Linked DNA regions of Mus musculus: region 1 is linked to region 2. A link is a contact called in public HiChIP or PLAC-seq data. All regions are on one chromosome and are shown on one strand. The core of a region is the stretch at or near the end of the contact, and the rest is flanking DNA. Distances in the headings are between cores, read along the strand shown. Region 1 holds the start of Apbb2 (amyloid beta (A4) precursor protein-binding, family B, member 2). Region 2 holds the start of Rpl9 (ribosomal protein L9).

Region 1 (3,435 bases), core at 91-2,590, 1.2 Mb before region 2:
CTCTGTCTGGGCTTGAAGGACACAGTAGCCTGTGTCTCAAGGCCCTCTACAGTTTGCTTTTCCCAAGTTGGCATTTGAACCCTGGTTTTTGACTCTTCATGGTTCGCAGGATTCGTTGGGCCAGTCTTGGGATGCAGAGGTTCAGTTCCAAGAGTGAACCTGCATAGATTTATGGAGATTTTTCTGTAGCAGTACTATTGGCCTTCCGCGGAGTCTGAGGGAAATATTGATTATAGAAGAGGCTATAGATTACAAGAGACCACCAACACACGGCGTTCTCTCCATTCCTGATAACCCAACACTTTTACATGTCAACACCTTGTGTATGGAGATGGCAGAAATGGCATTTCATAGAAACTATTCAATGGACGTCAGTTACTGCTGGGCTGTAAACATGAAGGCAGGGGCTGCGATTTGCTTACAGGTCTTAGTAAGGGGATCTTGTGGAACCTCAATAAACTCATGCTGTGTGAAGAAAAAAAGGAATAATGCCCATCTTCACTGTAGGGAGGATGAGTCTGAGTTTATTATCTGATTGAGGAGTGCGTTGTCAAAGAGCCATTACTTAGTAGTTATAATTATTTTCAGAATTACCTTTCTAGAGGAGATGGTAGGTAGCATGGTCTGTGTATAGCAGAGTCCCCATGACTAGTCCTCGGATGGCAACCGCATCAGTACCTGGGATTTGATACTTACAGGCGCTTGTGCAGCACGGCACAACGACTCATCCAACCCCTGGAAACGCGCCTAGCATGCTGCTTCAGCAACCTTCCCAGATGAGTCTGACTTAGGCATCAGTTTAACACCCCTTGGCTTGATGGAGAAACAAATCAAGGACTTCCAGGTGCCTGCAGTAAATCCACTTAATGCCTAACGAACAGGTAGCAAGTAGATAATGCTTTTCCTTGTTCGCAGGCATATTTCTTGCATGGCGTTATCTCGCTGTGATTTTCCAGGGCAGGAATGTTCCTGTGTGGCATATGTCTAGCCATGGGGGATGAAGGAGGCAGAAGGCAGGAGAAAGTTTCACCTTTTAACATTCAGTTAGCCTGGAAGGCTGTGGACAGCTCTCATCTTGGGGTATTTTTCCATTCTACAGGAACGCAGACGCGTGAGAGAAGAGTTTCCCAAACTGCCTTTTGGTGCAGACAGACGCTAGGCCACCTGGAGGGGATACCCGGGCTGCCCCGCAACCCCCAGCCTCTGGGTGTCACCCTGGCGCCCCTTGCCTCCCTGCTGTGCCGCAGCTCGGCCGCCTCCACCTGCAGGGGTCGCCCTGGGAGCGCGGCCCGCCCCCTTCCGCCGCGGCCTCCGCCCCCGGCCCCGCCTTGCTGGGTTCGCCCGGCTCCGCCAGGCCCCTCCAAGCCTTTCCTCGCGCAGCCGCCGCCAAAGCCTGGAGAAGTGGAATCTCGCTGCCGCTGCTCCCTGCGCGGGCCTCGCGGAGCCGCACTGGGCATGCTCAGTCGCCGGAGCCAGTGCTGCTCTAAGTAGGAAGCTCGCGTGCTGCAGCCCGCAGCTGATCCGGGTGCTCAGCGGACTGCGAGACCTGGGAGCCGGGTCCGGAGCCGATCGAACGCCGCGCAGCGCTGGTGAGCCCCGCTTCCTTCCATGCCTTCAGCCCGGGGATCCGAGGGATGGCCCGGAGTGCGCCGGGGGTGCCGGGCAGCCGGCGAGCTTGGCTGCTTGTGCCCTCGCGGCTGCTGCTCGGTTTCTGGCGGTCACCGCCGGTCGCCCAGCCGCAGCCCCAGCTGCAGCAGCTGCCGTCGCATCTGCAGCAGGCGTCCGCTGCGGAGTCCCGCTCGCCCCGCGCCCGCGCTGCAGGGCCGGCGCTCTGGCTGCGGGCTCGCTCCGTCACTCCCATTACTCCCTCACTCCCACCCAGAGCTGGGGTTCGGCAGGGCCGGGCGAGGACACCGGGTCGCAGGGCTGTGCCCGGGCGGAGACTGCGGAGGGCAAAGTGCGGGTGGGCGCGGGCGACCGGTAGCGCACGCCCCCTTGCCCTGGGGCCGGCCTGCCTGCCGGGCGGCGCGCTCTTGCGGGAGACTCAGAGACCTGGCCAGCGTCTCCCGGGGTGCAGAGAACCCAGCTCTGCAGAAAGGAGGAGAGGGCAAAGTTCCTGTCCCCTCTGCAACGCCGAGAGCGTTTTTAACTAGAAAATGGCTGTGTGCCGAGGGCCGGATCAGGGAAGCCGGTCATCGGGGTCCCGAACGCCCCACTGCTGCTCCCTGGGAGGAATGGTGGCTCAGACGCCAGAAATGACATTTGTGCGACGAAAACTAGCTGGGCGGAGGGAGGATGCGGGAGTCCCGTAGAAACAATGATAGGTAGTCTCTCCATTGATGGAGAGGTCTGAAAACAGGAGGTCAGGCCCCAAAGGCCAAGGGAGTGTGGGGCATAAAGAAAAAAAAAAGCTGGAGAAATCAGATGAAGAATTGGGACCGTTTTGTAGCAAGATTCTGCACAGCCACGACTGTTCTGATCGCTTGGGGATGGACTGAGTGATTTGAGAGGGCTCACATGAAGAGAGAATTAGGTCAGTGTCTGAAGCCCAGAGGGCTCTTAGAGGGAGCAGTTTTAAAAAGTCTTGTCCCTGACTTTGCTTTGTGCTCAGTGTCTTAAATGAAAGTCATAAAACGATAACAACAATATCATTTTGATATCAAGAAATAAACTTTGTGAGGCTGGCCCTTTTTGTTATTTGTTTCTTCATTTTACCGATTTCAGAATAAATTATGACAGCTGGTCTGTTGTTTTAGGATTTGGTACCTTAAATCTAAATTTTCTTTCTTGTTATGATACTACAGATCCTTCCCTGAAATGGCCATGGTAGTAGTACCTGAATTCTTATGGCTGACCTTGCGGAGACAGGACTCTGGGAGGGGGCATTTCTTTATGAAGTTAGGCTTTGTCTTGTTTCAGGGTTTCTCCGAATTTGGAGAGTCTTAACAGAATCTTAGAAATGGCATCTGTTTGGGAAGATAGTATTTGTCCTGAGGATGGGCACCCCCCCACCCCCAAGGCAGGCAGAAATGTGGTGGGAACAAGGGTGGCTGGGGTGGGGAGTGGTCCCATCTGTGGAGTGTGGGGGTGGGGTAGGGGATGTCGCAGATGCAAGAGGTCTGCCACTGTCCTTTTGAACTTGTTATGTTAGGTTTGTAGATACCTTCGGAAAGTTCCCAGAAACAGAAAGCCATGTGCCAGGCTTTGAGAAAGGACTCAGGTTGGGACCCTAAGGACTCAGGTTGGGACCCTATTCTGGTTCAAGTGTGGTTGCTGTCCTCTGACACTGTTACTTCTTCCCCAAATGGATACTTTAAACTATTCACCTTTAAGGAGCTGGGTAGAATCCTGCAGTCTGAACCTTTGTAAAGAGGTAGTTGAAAGCTGGAAGAGCTATAATGTAACAGAGTAATACTTTACATTAGTTTCAGTAAT
Region 2 (3,215 bases), core at 64-2,563:
AGATGCTAGATATAAAATGGGATATGGCAGCATAAAATGGTCATTTTGGAAAGGATGAAGAAATGGCCAAAGGGTACAGAAAAACCTACAAGGCTTGATTAAAAAAGAAAAAAAAAAAAAAAAAAAAAAAAAAAAAAGCACAATGCCAGGCAGTGCATCTTTAATCCCAGCACTTGGGAGGCAGAGGCAGGTGGATTTCTGAGTTCGAGGCCAGCCTGGTCTACAGAGTGAGTTCCAGGACAGCCAGGGCTACACAGAGAAACCCTGTCTCAAAAAATCAAAACCAAAACAAACAAACAAACAAACAAAACCAAACAATGCACAAAGTCAAAGTGGAATCTAATGTTCAATTACCTTTCTCCTTTCTGGCGCTTTAAGTTTCCTTTATATTCATCCCATGTACTCTTGTCTGCAAGATCACCAGATACAAAATCTTGAAGGTCTGGTCCATTATGCAAAAATTCCTTTTTCTTATCTGGCAAAGAACTTAATGCTCTAACCGTGAACGCATATCTTCCAAATATCTACAAAAAGGGTTCAGTACAACATTCACTCAGTAGACTCTGAAATAATTTAGTTTTAACCCATTATAATACCAAAGCTAAAGAAATTGATTCAGAAATTATGTAAAACGATTTAAGAGCTCAAACTACGTAGATCAGAACCTGAAAAAGACTCAAGGTGAAAGAACCGTAAGTCACGGCGGCTCAAACACGTAATGCAGCTCTCAGAGGAGGCAGAGTGAGGAGTCGTCTTTGGTCTAAGAATTTAGTTTCAGGCCAGCCTAGATTACAGAGACCCTGATGCACGCTCAGCCATGACAAATGGGGGAAAAAAGTGGGACGCAGATCAAAGTTAACCGCTAAATATAGGTTAGAAAACCTTAGTGGGTGACTTAACATGCCACGTTTTCATGTCTTCTATTCCTAAAACAGGTACTAAAATATGTTGTCAACAAGTTTGCAATAATTAAGATATGCCACAGCTGTCGGGGCTTTTAAAAAAAGGATATCTGGAACAATTTCCCTAGTTTTGAACTTAGGATAAGCAATGGCGTTCCCGCCGCTCACCCGGGACCCCAGGCTGCGAGCTGTATCCCAGCAGCGTAGAGCCATCCCCCTCTTTTAGGTCTCAGGAGTGTCAAGGGATCGAGGGAACAGCACCCCCGGCACCGGACGCGTCCAACAACTCGTCGCTTGAGTCATGACGCGATACGTCGTCGCCGACCGGCGCGACTCGACTAGCTCGGCAATCGAGTAGTTCCGCCTTAAAGCCGTCGCTCGGGTCGTGACGCGACACGCAGGGCCCTGACGGATTACAAGAACGTGATGACGAAAGACGTTCTCTCTTTGCCCCATCTACTGCGAGGTGAGGAGCTTAGGGACCGGGTGCCCCGGGAATCTGAACCCATCCTCTGTTTGGGGACCCCGGCGGCATGGAGCCGATGCCCCAAGGCTTTGTCCCGACTGTCCCCCAGCACGACGTGCGTCCTTGGGACTTGGTGGCGCGAGCTGGAAGTGGCGTTCGGGCTTTCAGGCCCATCTCGGTCGTAGCCCTTCCGCCATGGCGCACCGAGCCGGGCTTCCTTACTCTTCTCCGGGGCCCCCGGTCCAGTCCTTGTCCCGGACACACCTGGGTCCTTGTTGCCGGCTTTCGTAGCTGGCGATTCCCGTTGGGAGCGGAACGCTGCCGGGTCTCGGGTGTAGAGCGTCCCCCGCCCCAGCCGTCTCACCCGGGTGTCTGTGTTTCAGGATGAAGACCATTCTCAGCAATCAGACTGTGGACATTCCAGAGAATGGTGAGTAGATGGCTCCCCGCCGGCCGCTGACGGCTTTCCTGCATGCTCTAAACCCCGGCCTATGGTCTCACCAGTTCACTTTCTCGTTTAGTCGAAATCACTCTGAAGGGGCGCACAGTCATTGTGAAGGGCCCCAGGGGGACTCTGCGGAGGGACTTCAATCACATCAACGTGGAGCTGAGTCTTCTTGGGAAGAAGAAGAAAAGGGTAAGAACTTGTGTCTTCCGATGCTTCGGGTGCTTGCTTGTAACAAAACCCGGTAACCGATGTTAATCCCCCACCCCATGCGTGGCCGAGTGGGTTACTCGGACTCAGTTCTTTTATGAGTGAACTTGGGTGTGTGTGTGTCGTCCCTCTGGTGTCCTGTGCGTGTGACATACGGTGCATTTGTACATGGCTTTGCGTGCTAGTACTCGCCAGCTAAAAGTGCTGTGTTTTAATTCTAAAGTTGTTGTGTTTCAGCTCCGGGTTGACAAATGGTGGGGTAACAGAAAGGAACTGGCCACCGTCAGGACCATCTGCAGTCATGTTCAGAACATGATCAAGGGTGTCACGCTGGTAAGTCAGCCCTCCACTCTGCCCTTTAACCCTTTGGAAGAGGTTCCTTGGGTGTGTATAAATGTCTAGGGCCAGGATGGACTGTACTTCTACAAAGGAGGCACTTTCAGATATTGGGGGTGGGTTAGCACAGATCAGACCCAGGAATTTGCTGGGCAGGCTCCTTTACTTCTGTTTCAGGGGTTTTGTTTGTTGGTAGATACATATAGTGGAGATTGCTGGCTGGTATGTTTGGGACTCAATGGATAGAAAAGACAGCCAGAGTTATACTCTGTCTCAAAAAAACAAACAAAAAGATCTGACTTGTGCATCTCTGAAGTTACTGTTCTAGATCCTTTCTCCCAAAACAGTTAATGCTGAAGAGGTGTTGTTTTATAAACACAAGCTGTACTTTGTATACCTATTGGATCGTGTTACCCTGTTGCTCCTGGGGAGGACTGGGCCTTTTGTTTAGTCTGGAGTCACTTATTATCTGGTGGTGTCTGTAGTAACTCCACAGATGCCTAATGCCAAAAATGAGGATCTTATGCCCTCAAAGGATGAGATAGTAAAAGAAAGCTTCCTCCTGGAGCTTTGGGAAGATGTTGCAACTTGCATATGGTGGGTAGAGTGCGTGTGTTAAATTTCCACGACATGACAAAAGCACCTTAGGGCATTTAGAGCTGACTCTAAATTCAGCCTGGGGAAACTGAAGAAGAGGAATCTCAAAATCTAGGCCAGCTGAACCGAAAACTTTGAGTTTGTTCAGGATGGCTCACAGTTGCTTGTTTGATGCAGGGCTTCCGATACAAGATGCGGTCTGTGTACGCTCACTTCCCCATCAACGTCGTCATCCAGGAGAATGGCTCTTTGGTTGAAA

Evidence for each region. HiChIP or PLAC-seq counts read pairs in DNA pulled down with a chosen protein or histone mark.
Region 1: an H3K27ac HiChIP or PLAC-seq map of microglia shows a contact between it and region 2, with 7 times the contacts expected there. The contact joins the promoter of Apbb2 here to the promoter of Rpl9 in region 2. A contact is called at or near these places in 2 of 115 datasets of contacts at active chromatin or transcription factors (microglia and pancreatic cancer cells).

What each region holds. Positions count from the first base shown.
Region 1 is chr5:66,616,722-66,620,156 of GRCm38.p6, reverse strand. It overlaps Apbb2 (amyloid beta (A4) precursor protein-binding, family B, member 2), which reads left to right and starts at 1,340. Exons shown (of 17, transcript NM_001201413.1): 1 at 1,340-1,589.
Region 2 is chr5:65,389,529-65,392,743 of GRCm38.p6, reverse strand. Rpl9 (ribosomal protein L9) reads left to right here and starts at 1,313. Exons shown (of 8, transcript NM_011292.2): 1 at 1,313-1,368; 2 at 1,752-1,798; 3 at 1,890-2,005; 4 at 2,261-2,356; 5 at 3,134-3,215. The coding sequence starts at 1,753. Lias (lipoic acid synthetase) reads right to left here and starts at 1,247. Exons shown (of 11, transcript NM_024471.5): 1 at 1,071-1,247; 2 at 355-524. The coding sequence starts at 1,115.